Linked DNA regions of Canis lupus: region 1 is linked to region 2. Evidence: chromatin contacts called from public Hi-C data. All regions are on one chromosome and are shown on one strand. Each heading gives the region's core, a stretch centred on a gene start, on an enhancer-like site or on the middle of the called end of the contact. The rest is flanking DNA. Distances are from core to core; before and after follow the strand shown. Region 1 holds the start of MRPS33 (28S ribosomal protein S33, mitochondrial). Region 2 holds the start of SSBP1 (single stranded DNA binding protein 1).

Evidence for each region. Hi-C and Micro-C count contacts between places; a contact is called where the count stands out from the background.
Region 1: a Hi-C map of blood shows a contact between it and region 2, with 4 times the contacts expected there. The contact joins the promoter of MRPS33 here to the promoter of SSBP1 in region 2. A contact is called at or near these places in 2 of 9 Hi-C or Micro-C datasets (both in blood).

The regions. Positions count from the first base shown.
Region 1 is chr16:7,862,855-7,869,188 of UU_Cfam_GSD_1.0, reverse strand. MRPS33 (28S ribosomal protein S33, mitochondrial) reads right to left here and starts at 2,676. Exons shown (of 3, transcript XM_038559383.1): 1 at 2,533-2,676. It overlaps LOC111090230 (a long non-coding RNA gene), which reads left to right and starts at 312. Exons shown (of 7, transcript XR_005371238.1): 1 at 312-1,544; 2 at 1,667-1,775; 3 at 1,914-2,043; 4 at 2,208-2,816.
Region 2 is chr16:7,244,370-7,250,476 of UU_Cfam_GSD_1.0, reverse strand. It overlaps SSBP1 (single stranded DNA binding protein 1), which reads left to right and starts at 3,990. Exons shown (of 7, transcript NM_001252279.1): 1 at 3,990-4,125; 2 at 4,747-4,813. The coding sequence starts at 4,790.

The DNA.
Region 1 (6,334 bases), core at 1,427-3,926, 620 kb before region 2:
CTGGCTCTGCCATTTATTGGCTGGGTTAAAGTTAGTGGTTTTCTAAATCTGACTTTCCTTTTTGGGAAACAAAGCTTGTGGAAATAAGTTAGAAATAAGAGGGATAAGTTAAAGCCGTCGCACTCCGTAAAGGGTAACTTAAGAAAAAAACCTAAACATGTTTTTAAGTTTGGGGTTCATAGGATCTAGTCGGGCACAGTTATTTATTCCTTTTCCTTATTTATTTTTTAAAAATACATCTTTAAAAAGATTTTTATTTATTTGAGAGAGAGAGCATGAGCAGGGGCAGAGGGAGAAGCAGGCCCCCCACTGAGCAGGGAGCCCCATGTGCAGCTCAATCCCAGGACCCTGGGATCGTGACCCTGAGCCGAAGTCAGACACTTAACTCACTGAGCCACCCAGGTGCCCCCTATTCCTTGTCTTCATCTAATCTCATCAGGAGAAACACACTCCTGCAGCTAAACCTCTAAATCCCTGGAATGACATCTTTACTTATAAAAACTGACAGCCAGAGAAACACAAGGGAGGGGACCAGCAGCTTGGTAACTTGACAGACAGCAAAGAGGAAGGGACTCCTTGGGAAAGTAAGTGGTCACTGAAACCACCACAGGATGTTAACTTCTGTGCAGGCCCACTTTGCAATGTAGCAAATTACTGGGACATTGAGAAGTAATGAGGTCTCATTAGAATCCACTGGGACGTGGTTATACCACAAAATCCAAGTCCTAAAACTTTTATGATGGAGAAAGGAAATAAGCCTCTTCAAACCTGAATCCCTTACTAGTAATAAAGATCCATTTGCCAAACAGAAGAAAATTGAAAATGATTATAACAATTACAAAGGAGACTTTGTAGTCTCCTTCCACAGACCAGACATATATCTCTGACGAAGAAAGGCATAGGAGCTTCGTATGCTTTTCTTTTAACACAGACTAAAACAGCTAAACAGTTCTGTTGTCCGTAAATACTGGTCCTAAGACTATCAGATGGTCACTTTTTACTATCTTAAATTCTTTTTTTTAATTGGGGAGAGAGCCTTACTTAGGATTTTTCAGGACCCAGTGTGCATCCTTACACAATCTTCCAATTTTATCTTTAAAATAAAAGAATGATTATGTTCAAGACATTAAAGGCAAATAATTTACATCAGTGAATTTTCATTGTACAAGACAGTCACTTAAAAACGTCATTTTTCCTTAAATGTGATCTTAAGAAAACAGAATAAAGAAAAATTAACTGGAGTGGGAAATGCTAAGCAAAAATAAATAAAACACACACACACACACATGTATTTTCAAATGTGCTGGGCTGGAGAAAGACATGTTAAGCCCACACAAGAAAATGCATTTTTTTTTTTTTTTTTTTACTTTGGCATAAAAGGGTAAGTTTCTTTGATTTTTAGGATAGATTTGGTGCATTTGAAAGTTCAAGTTTTGGCTCTGGATTAGTTTTGCCTTTTTCCTTTGAAAAGGGCAGCTGAAGAGCTGGAGTTCCTAACCTGGGTATCCCTGAGCGCGGCGAATCCCTTGCAACTTTTTAAAACGGTACGAAGCGTGCCTGTGTGTGTGTGTGTGTGTGCGCAAATTATGCGGGGGGAGAGCTTTCTCCAGTTTCTCAGAAAACCACTGGTTAGCGGAAAGCACCAGCTCTGGACTCTTGCGCTTAGATGGCGACGTCGTGTTTGCAGCAGTGACGGTCCTTTACATGGGCTTCCTCACCTCCGACCTGAGAACAAGTAGACGCCTCCCTGCGTGGACGCTGACCTCAAAACTCAGGTGCATGGTGGGTGCGCTCCTACTCCTCAGGCCTCGGGGAACCCACACCTTCTGCACACGTAGCTCACAGAAAAACAACCTAAACGTGATGTTGTATTATTCTTAAAGTCTGGTACTAATCGATCCACTGGGTCGTAGGGACGTGAACGGCTCTGAACCTCTGCCCGCTGGACTCAGTCCGACGACAACGCCTCCGATCCCCTGCAACTGACCGGATCCCGCTTGCCTGTGCTGGAAGCAGGTGTCAAGTCAGCCGGCGCTCGCCTCGGTACGGCATTATATTTATTTATTTTTTATGATCTCTGCACCCAAGGTGGGGCTCGAAGGCCCCGAGGTCGAGTCGCACGCTTTACCCATCGAGCCAGCCAGGCACCCGCAAATATTTTTTTTTCCAACTGGCAACAAAATTAATTTGCATCTCCTCTCCCCCAGCTACGGTGCAGAAATGCCGTGTGATGAGCTGAGGAACCGAGCCGTGCACGCTTCCTAACCAGGAGAGAGGAACTGCGCCGGGGAGGAAGCTACGCTAGCGTCCTGCGTTCGGTAAAGTCCCCAATTTACGCAGGAAAGGGTCACCCTGCTTGCAGGGTGGTGTGAAACCTCCGAGCTGGTTGATGACGAACTCGCCTCTTCTTATTCTTGGGGACTCTAGACGGTCGGAGACCCTTGCAGGACCTCCCCAACGACCGCCCGTCTCTCATGGCAGACCCCCCACCCCCGTCACCCCCGTCACCCCCAAGCTCTCGGACACCCTTACCTACTCGCGACCTTCCTCTCCCACGCGCACGCGCCCCTCTCCCGGAAGGCCCGCCCCCCGGCCCGGCTCCACGCTCCCGCGGGAGGGAGCCTACCACCGAGAGCAGCGGAGAAGCGGAAGCTTGCGGCTAGAGCGGAGCGCGGGGGAACCCGGAACTACTAGCGCTCTCGCTCGGAGGCCTCAGAGGTCATCCCTGGCGCCTGCGCAGTGAGGGGCGTGCGCCGCGTAGGCGGAGCGCGGAGGTGGTTTACGGAGATCGTCGCCCTACGGGAACGTCTTGCAGGGTTTGCTGAATGTATTTTGTTGGGAAATGCCTACGGTGCTGCCTTCCACAGTGGTTATGCGCGTGCCACGTAGTGAAGGAGGAAGACACCCCCCCCCCGTTCCTCCTTTCTTCCTGTTTTCTTTCCCTTTGCATCCAGCTGAGGCCTCGACGCGCCCCGGGGACACTGCCTGACTTGGGGCCGAAGGGTCTTGCGGCCCATCGGGGAGGCCGTTGCCCTCCCGTTCCCCTTCCCGCTCCTCCTCTAGTGGACCGTTAGTACCATCTGTAGAAGGCCATTCTCGACTCCCTTTCGCAGGATTAGGGTAGATTTGGGCTGCCTGCGGGTCTCCCCGCTGGCCCGGAAGCTTCTTCAGGGAGGAGGGATGGGGTATTTGTCTGACTCCGCCGCAGATCGTAGAATTCCTGTATTTCCCTCCGTGCTAAACCGGCTGTCAGGCAGGCCACACCGCCTGGGCCTTGTACGAAGCATTTATCGACTGAGAGTTGGGCTGGGAACACTATTTTCTGAGCGTTCTTCGAGGCTTTTCATAAAGACTGTAACATGTACCCTGGAAATAGGGCACATGAGCAGCCAGCCCTATACCTGGAGGGCATCCTATTGACACTCTCTTCCCTCCTATAGAGCAGACGCTCAACCCCTGAGCCGCCCAGGTGCCCCAAGTGGCTACTCTTGAAGCTGCTTCTGTCTTTCTGGCCAACCTAATAGTCTTGAAGCTTTAGCAACCACCCCTAGCCCATGTGATTGATTAATGAAACCTTTTTTTTTTTTTTTTCTTTTTTAAATCTTAAGATCATGCATTCTTTCCTAGAAAAGAATAGAGCCCTTCTGCATGTCTGGAAACAGAAACCAGACCCTTTGCACGTGCCGGCAACCTCAGTGCCCCACACTAAGGAGCCAGACTCCCTTGCACAGCCTCTGTGTGCTGTGAAAACCTCTGTAGCTGGCACCATTAAGTCTGCACAGTACAAGAAATGTTATGGACCATGGCACTCCCTTTACTGATTAACCACCCTGAACCCCTTTAAAAAATCCTTGGCCCCACAGAAGCCTCGGAGTTGGTCTTAGGACAAGAGTCTGCCTTCTCCCAGGTTGCTGGCCTCCTGTATAAAGATCAATATTCTTTTCTGGGCAGCCCAGGTGGTTCAGCGGTTTAGCCCCGCCTTTGGCCCAGGGGTGATCCTGGAGACCCTGGATCGAGTCCCACGTCGGGCTCCCTGCATGGAGCCTACTTCTCCCTCTGCCTGTGTCTTTGCCTCTCTCTGTGTCTCTCATGAGTAAATAAATAACATCTTAAAAGAGAAAAAAAAAGCTCATATTCCTTTCCAATCAAAACTTGTTTCTTGAGTATTGTCTTTATGAGTGACAGGCAGCTAAACTTGGATTTTGGTAACACTCTGGGCACTTTGCAATATGACTCTCATTAAGAAGCTTTTGGAGTTCCTATTAATTTCCTGAGCCTGATGTAACAACATACCACAAACCTTGGGGCTTAAAACATCAGAACTTTATTCTCTCACGGTTCTGGAGGCCAGAAGTCCAAAGACAGTGTCACTGGGCCAAAATCAAAGTGTTGACAGGACCACACGCCCTCCAGAGGCTCTAGGATAGAATCATTTCTTTGATTCTCCCAACTTTTTTTTTTTTTAATTTAAGATTTTATTTGTTCATGAGAGACAGAGAGAGGCAGAGACACAGGCAGAGGGAGAAGCAGGCTCCACGCAGGGAGCCCGATGTGGGACTTGATCTCGGAACTCTAGGATCTCGCCCTGATCCAAAGGCAGACGCTCAACCTCTGAAACACCCAGGTGTCCCTATAGATTTCTTTTTAAAAAAAGTTTTATTTATTTTTCATGAGAGACACACAGAGAGAGAGGCAGAGACATAGGCAGAGGGAGAAGCAGGCTCCATGCAGGGAGCCCGATGTGGGATTCCATCCCAGGTCTCCAGGATCACGCCCTGAGCCAAAGGCAGATGCTCAACTGCTGAGACACCCAGGCATCCCTCATTATAAATTTCTATACCTATTGCTCAACGTTTTAAAATTGTAGCTATGAGGGGCGCCTGGGTGGCTCAGTGAGTTAAGCGTCTGCCTTCAGCTCAGGTCATGATCTCAGGGTCCTGGGATGGATCTTCCTTGTGACAGGGTCTCTGCTCAGTGGGGAGCCTGCTTTTCCCTCCTTCTGCTCCTCCACCCTCCTCATGCTCTTTCTCTCTAATAAATAAATAAAATGTCTAAAAAAATAGAATTGTGGGCTATGAATCATTAGTTGGTCATGAAATCAATTTAGTAGGTTCTGAGCAGCATTAAAAGACATTAGAATGGGACTATCAGAGTGCATCACATGTAATGAGGGTAATTATTGTTTCATGAAACAATATGCATGTATCGGATCATAATGTAAAATATGCTTCCTACTCTAGGTTGTGGTAAAATGGAAAGCCTCTCACGTACACAGTTTCATTACTCATCATATTCTATGGCAAATATTCCTTGCCATTAGACACAGCAAGAATTAAAACTCACATCATCTTTTTTTTTTTTTTTAAAGATTTTATTTACTTATTCATGAGAGAGACACACAGAGAGAGGCAGAGACACAGGCAGAGGGAGAAGCAGACCCCTTGCAGGGAGCCCGATGTGGACTCCATCCTGGGACTGGAATCACGACCTGAGCCAAAGGCAGACACTCAACCACTGAGCCACTCAGGCGTCCCCAAAACTCACATCATCTTCAGGTTCTTATTGTGTGACATAGTAGAAAGGGTAGGTGGATACTTATTCCTTTAAGTAAATTAACTTACAGATTCCCTATTGTATAAATACTCATTCCTCACGTCATATAAGTTCTCTTACTTCTGCATTTACAATAATTCTTTTCTTACTTTATTTAAAAAAAAAAAAAAAAAAGGTGTATCCCTCACCCCAGAGTATAAAACCCTCTTGGATGACAAAGGAACAATTTAATATGTTTTGGGTGAAGCTTTCTTTCGTGACCAATCAAGGCACCGTAAACCCTTCTTAGGCTTCCTGCCTCTTCTTGTCTGATGTACATTCCAGGTAAGGATCAAGTATGGCTGTTAGAAATACAGTAATAGGATATTTGTTGTGATTTTCTGAAATCAGATATACTCTGTGAGTGTGAATGGCAGGAGTGATAGTAAAATCTCCTTTAATCATCAACCTCTGTAGCTCAGAAGTGCATAGTTATTGAAGGATAGTCTGGTGAAAGCAGAGCCAAGGCATTAAAGAATATTGAACCCTCAATTTTTTCCCACATGTTTAAACATAAGTAATTCTTTTCAGCTATTCTTAATTCTTATCTGTACGACATGTCATTATCTGGAAAGGAAAGCAAGTTTGAAGCTGAAGGAATAGAGGTTTAATGACATTGATTATTTTATTGATTAATATAGAATGGATTATTTTAAGGAACCTTCATATTTTTCACATCACACTGGGATAATGTGCAAAAGAGTCATAATTTTATTTTAGATTTGGTATGTGTTATTCAATA
Region 2 (6,107 bases), core at 2,741-5,240:
ATATGTATCAGTTTATAGATGCCATTATCTAAAGCTGTATAATGATGAACATTAAAAGATAAAGGTCAACATTTCAGCCTGAAAAATTAAGCTTTTTTATCTCTGTATGAACCATAATTTCAATCCTGAATTACATAAAAATGTCAAGTTGATTTTTAAAAAAAATTTAACAAAAAATAGCTCTAATAACTAATAACTATGAAGTGCTGCTAAAATTGCTTTTGAGCCATTTTAAAGTAGTTGCTGTAATCCATTTAGATAGTAAGTGCTATAATTTTCCACCCGTTATTATGAGGCTTGAGAAAAACTGATTTAGAAACAAAGTGAAAATTGCATTGAAATTTCCAAAAAATGTTTTTATATAGCAATGACATAGGAAGATTTGGACAATCTGTGATAAAGCATTGCCAACACTGGTCTCTACCACTTAATGCCTATATAGCTAAGACTTTTTCTAATTTAGAGGGGAAAAAAGGCAAGGCCAAAGATAACTTTGTGGCCCTGGGCATCTATGACAGATACTTCTCTTTCTCAACTACCTTTGCAAAGGATGAAAGCCCTGAATTATTCCACTACTGCCAGGAGTAATGGTAGCTGATTAAAGTCATATTGCTGTCTGTCAGTACTTCTCAGCATCAAGAAGGCCCTTTCTGGGTCCATGAATGAACTACAGAGAGTCTACAATTATGCAAATTGGAGATTCTTGAAAGAGGCATCTCTATTACAAAAATCCATTTCAGCCACTCTTCCATGTCTCTGATTCTTTTGTTGTTTGTTTTTAGTCTTCTAATTTCAGGCTTATTTGAGTATCCTTCTGGGTTCTTCCTACTTTATCTTCCTATTTCTTTGTTCTGGCCTGTGACCTACACTGTTCTAAAGCCTCTCCTTGCTTTAAAGCATAATTTTTGGTTGGATATTCACAAGGTCCCCGTCCTCTAAGAGCTCACAGTCAATGCGGAGGATGAGCTACCTTCATGGTCATCTAAATTATAATACAAGACTAAGTGTGTAAGAAAGTGAAATGGAAGAACAAAGTAAGGACTTTGAGTAGAGGGTTTTGAAAGTATGGAGAAGGGCATTGCAGATAACAGAACAGTGAGAACATTCTCAGATACTGAGAATGCCTGGCTGGAGCATTTGTTGAGGGGAAGGAGGATGTAGTTGATAAGAAAATGTTTTAGCTCCATTCTTCCATGACGTCTTTTATTTATATATATATAAATATATATATTATATATATAATATATATAAAAGATTTATTTATATATAATATATATTTTTTATTATATATATATATTTATTTTATATATAATATATATAAATAAAATATTTTATTCATTTATTCATGAGAATACACAGGAGAGCGAGAGAGAGGCAGAGACACAGGCAGGGGGAGAAGCAGGCTCCATGCAGGGAGCCCGACGTGGGACTCGATCCCGGGTCTCCAGGATCAGGCCCTGGGCTGAAAGCGGTGCTAAACCACTGAGCCACCTGGGCTGCCCACATTTATATATTTTGTATATTTTAATGTTTTTCTTGTTAAGAGTTAAAAAGAAAGCAGCACATACAATTTGGTCCAATAGTCTAAGAACATGTGTATTGGTAATTCCTGTCTGAGAATTGAGATTAGTTTAAGATGCTATTTAGATTAAGATGTTATGTATAAAGTTATGAGTTTCCTCAAGGCTGTTTTCAATTGGCATGCTTTCTGCTTTTTTAATTCTAAACAACCCTTTCCGCGCTCCTCAGAAGTATGGGCAGATACAAAGAGGGAGAGGTCATGGTATAATGAAATAAATTTAGGGCTGAGCAGATATGAATAAACTGGATGTAGGTGATTAGGAAGAGGTTTTAAAGATGACTCCAAAGTTCAACTCAGGGATAATGTTGGTACCATTAAAGTAAACAGAGTTTAGAAGGGGTAAATTGGTTTTGGAGGAAAGGATGAATTTTGCTTATTTTGCTTTCGTTCATCTGAACAGCTCAAGTAGAAGGAAGATTTTTCTTTTAAAGGATTTTTTTCAACATTTTCTAAAAAAAAATATTTTATGTATTTATTCATGAGAGAGAGAGAGAGAGAGAGAGAGGGGGGGGCAGAGACACAGGCAGGGGGAGAAGCAGGCTCCATGCAGGGAGCCCGATGCGGGACTCGATCCCGGGACCCCAGGATCATGCCCTGAGCCAAAGGCAGATGGTCAACCACTGAGCCACCCAGGGGTCCCAAGATTTTATTTATTTTAGAGGTAGGGGAGGAAGGGGCAGAGGGAGAGATAGTCTCCAGCCAGCTTGGGCTGAGCATGAGCCTGAGGTGAGGCTGGATCTCAGGACCCCGAGCCTGAACCAAGAGTTAGACTTGCACTGAGCCCCTAGAAGTGAGATTTTTAAACAGGAGATGACTGCAGGGCACTGACAGCAGCACCACGGCCGGTGGGTGTGGGACCATTAATAACTGCGCGAGGCCTGAAGGCAGTACAACATGCTGTTTCAGGAGCTGAACATTGTGAAGGTAGAGGTTAAACGGGAGGTAAGCGTCTAGCATGTACCAGCTCGTCAGCCAGGCTTTTAGGAGCAGGTTAAAATGTCCATTGGAAGCCATGTTAAGTAGTCTGTGTTTTCTCCTTTTGAGACAAAAATGGGCCAGTGAGGACCTCTCTAGGTATAGGGTCCCCAGATGGCAATTTGCTTGTTAGACTGGTCTGGCGGGGAACCCAGGACAGGCCCCCGGGGCCAGCAGAGGAGAGGCCTGGGGAGGCCGCCTCTGGCCCAGGTCCTGCAACCTGGACCACCCCAGTACCCTCCCACTGAGCAGGACCCAGGCTGACGGTGCCAAGAAACACAGCAACCAAGCTCAAGGACACTTTAATGCAATATTTTAAAGATATTAAAATTAGGGCAGCCTGGGTGGCTCAGCGGTTTAGCTCCACCTTCAGCCCAGGGCCTGACCCCGGGGGCCAGGGGTTGAGTCCCATGTGGGGCTCCCTGCATGGAGCCTGCTTCTCCCTCTGCCTGTGTCTCTGCCTCTCTCTGTGTGTCTCATGAATAAATAAATAAAATCTTAAAAAAGAAAAAAAAAACAAAGATTGCAACTTGGTTAAGAGACATGGTCGCACATGCAAGGCCCACGGCTGGAAAGAAGGAAAGCATAATAAGTAGATTGCTGTAAATATTATGCATCAATTTACTTCCAGGGAAGCCAGGAAAGTAGAACTACACTGACTTCTGGTTTTGGCATAAATAATATAAACTTAATGGGGTGCGTTTTAATAAACCTTCTCTTCGAATTTTCGATATTCAAGTATTTTAATATCATGGAATTTTTTTTTTTTTTTTTGGTGGGGGAGGTATATGTAAAAACGAACGTTTTTTTTTCCCCCCTCTTGTGCCTCAGGATTCAATATGGCTCAGAATTTAATTAAAATTTTGCTTTTTTTTTAAAAAAAATTATTTTTATTTTTATTTTTTGTTCATCACAGATTTCTTTTTTGAACTAACATTCTTAAAAATCTCACCCTGACTCTTCCTGAAATATTATTTTGATCGCCAATTTTTTTTTTTTTTTTTTTTTTTTTGCATCCCCTTAATTTTTCCTTTCTCAGCTCGACTTCCTCCCCCGGGTTTCCCCGCTGCAGGCCTGCCTGGACCTGCGCAGGCTCCCCCCGCAGGCGGAGCATCCTTTGCCCTCGCCCACCTCGGCCCCTCCTGGGCCACAGGGGAAGCTCGTCCAATCATTTCATTTTATTAGAAACTTGAAATCACTTCCGCTACTCACCGCTCGGCGGCGTTGCCTCATCCGCTTCCGCCCGGAGGTGGAAAAAAAAAAAAAAAAAAAAAAAAAGAAGCTGGCGGAACTACCGCGTCGCTTCCGGAAGCGCTGCCCGGAGCGTTTCTACGACGCACGCCGCAGCCGTTCCGCGTTCTCATTCCTCTCGCGAGGCGTGCGTTCTCCCTGTCCCCCGGAAGTGCTTGTGGCGGTGACGCTGAACCCGCGAGAGCTTCCGGTGCGGGAGGGGGCGAGCGGGAGCTCGTCGCTGCTGATGGCGAGGAGGTGCTGCGGCTGCTGTGTGTGTGTCTCGGCTCTTCTTCTCCCCCGTGCGGAGGACTTCAGGGTTTTCTGTCACTTCCCAGGTCCTTTTACGGGGTGGGTTAGGAGCGCCACCTTTGGGAAGGGGACCCGCCCGTCCCTGCGGGGAGGCCGGGGCCGGGGGGGTGGGGGGGAGTCCCGGGGTCTCCGTGGGCTTTGCCACCGGCATGGAGGGCGGTGATTTTAGCAGCTCCAGGTTTCAGATTTACATCCCTTGGTGACGTTGTCATACTTGGTGGGCCTCCACTATGGGTCAGGAACAAACTTAGGAGCGTTGGATGTGGCAGTCAATATAAATCAGCCCTGGGAAGGGGGGGGGCTTGCATTTTTATTTTCTTACATATATATATATTTTTAATTGGGAACTCAAGGGGGCTTGCATTTTGCTGGAATTTGAGAAGACCGTGGAATGCGAGTGGGGAAAAAAAAATCAGTTTTTTTTTTTTTTTGGTAGGAGTTAGAGGAAGAAGCAAGGGGAGTAAAAACGACTTCAACTTCTTTTTTTTTTTTTTTTCATTTGAGAGGAAGAGTCCTGGTAAAATGTGCAGGGATGTTTATGGTCGCGAGGGGGACTGCGTAAAATTAGGAATGTAGTCGGGACGTTAGGATTAGTGGGTTTGTGCTCTTGCTCTAAGTGACATCTCTCTCTCTCTCTTTTTTTCCAGGGGAAGACCACACACTACACTGTAGGAAAAGCAAATAGAAGCCATGTTTCGAAGACCCGTATTACAGGTAATCAGTCGCTTCTCCGTGATGGTGTTGAGATGCGTTCTCGTCCAGCACAGGTGATGAGGCTTCTTCAGGGTTTTGACCTCGGTAGGCGAAGGACCTACGAGAGGGAGATGTGTACTCCTTTGCTAGGATCAGGGGCAGATTTCATCTGAGTAAATGCTGTTCTCAAAGACAACAAAGGTTTTCCAGCTTGCCTATATAACGGGAGTCAATTTTTTATTTTTATTTTTTATTTATTTTTTTGGGGGGGAGTCAATTTTTTAAAACACGTAACTTGCGTTTACATCAGTTACAGAGCCTTTACTGTCTTGCGTGAGCTAAAGACTAGGAGAGTCATTTCCAGCATTCTTCTCTGAGGCATGCGGTTCCTTTTTTTTTTTTTTTTTTTTTTTCTTTTTTCTTTTAAAGATTTTTTTTATTTATTCATGGGAGACACAGGCAGAGGGAGAAGCAGGCTCCGTGCAGGGAGCCCGATGCGGGACTTGATCCCGGGTCTCCAGGATCACACCCTGGGCTGAAGGCTGGTGCTCAACTGCTGAGCCACCCGGGCTGCCCATGGGGTTCCTTTTTTGACCACCGGCCTCCCCCGCCCTCATCTTTCCACCCCATCTCCCTGTGCTAAGGGCTGCAGCGGAAGTCAGCCGTCAGCGCAGATGTGCTCCCTCCCACCAGTCTGACTCCTTAGTTCTCCAAGCCCTCCACCAGCCCAAACCACTTGTTTCCCTCACTTAAGTCTGGGCACCAAGTTTATAGGTTCTGGTTTGTAACACCTCTCTTAGTCCCCATCCTGTTAAGACTGGTGAAGAATCAATTCCTCTCTGAAACCTGTTCTCATGTCTCCCCCAGTCTGCTGTAGAATTGACTCTGTATTTGGATCTTCACTTTAACCTACACATCTGTTTAGCAGCTTTTTTTTTTTTTTTTTTTTTTTTTAAGATTTATTTATTCATGAGAGACAGAGGCAGACATATAGGCAGAGGGAGAAGCAGGATCCATGCAGGGAAACCGACATGGGACTTGATCCAGGACCTCAGGATCACGTCCTGAGCCAAAGGCAGAGGCTCAACTGCTGAGCCACCCAGGCATCACATGATGACTTTTAAAACCAAAGACAAGGATGTGAGATATTTACTCTTCCACTTGGACTATGAAAAACACAGACTTTGGGCAACAGAAGGCTACTTCTTTAAAAAGTTGAAATCAGAGCAGGTGATGTTTCTTACTGGGGAATGAACTCGGGTGAGGTAGTCTTATAAAAATTTACTCCCCATTCAGGAAAGAATAAACCAGTACA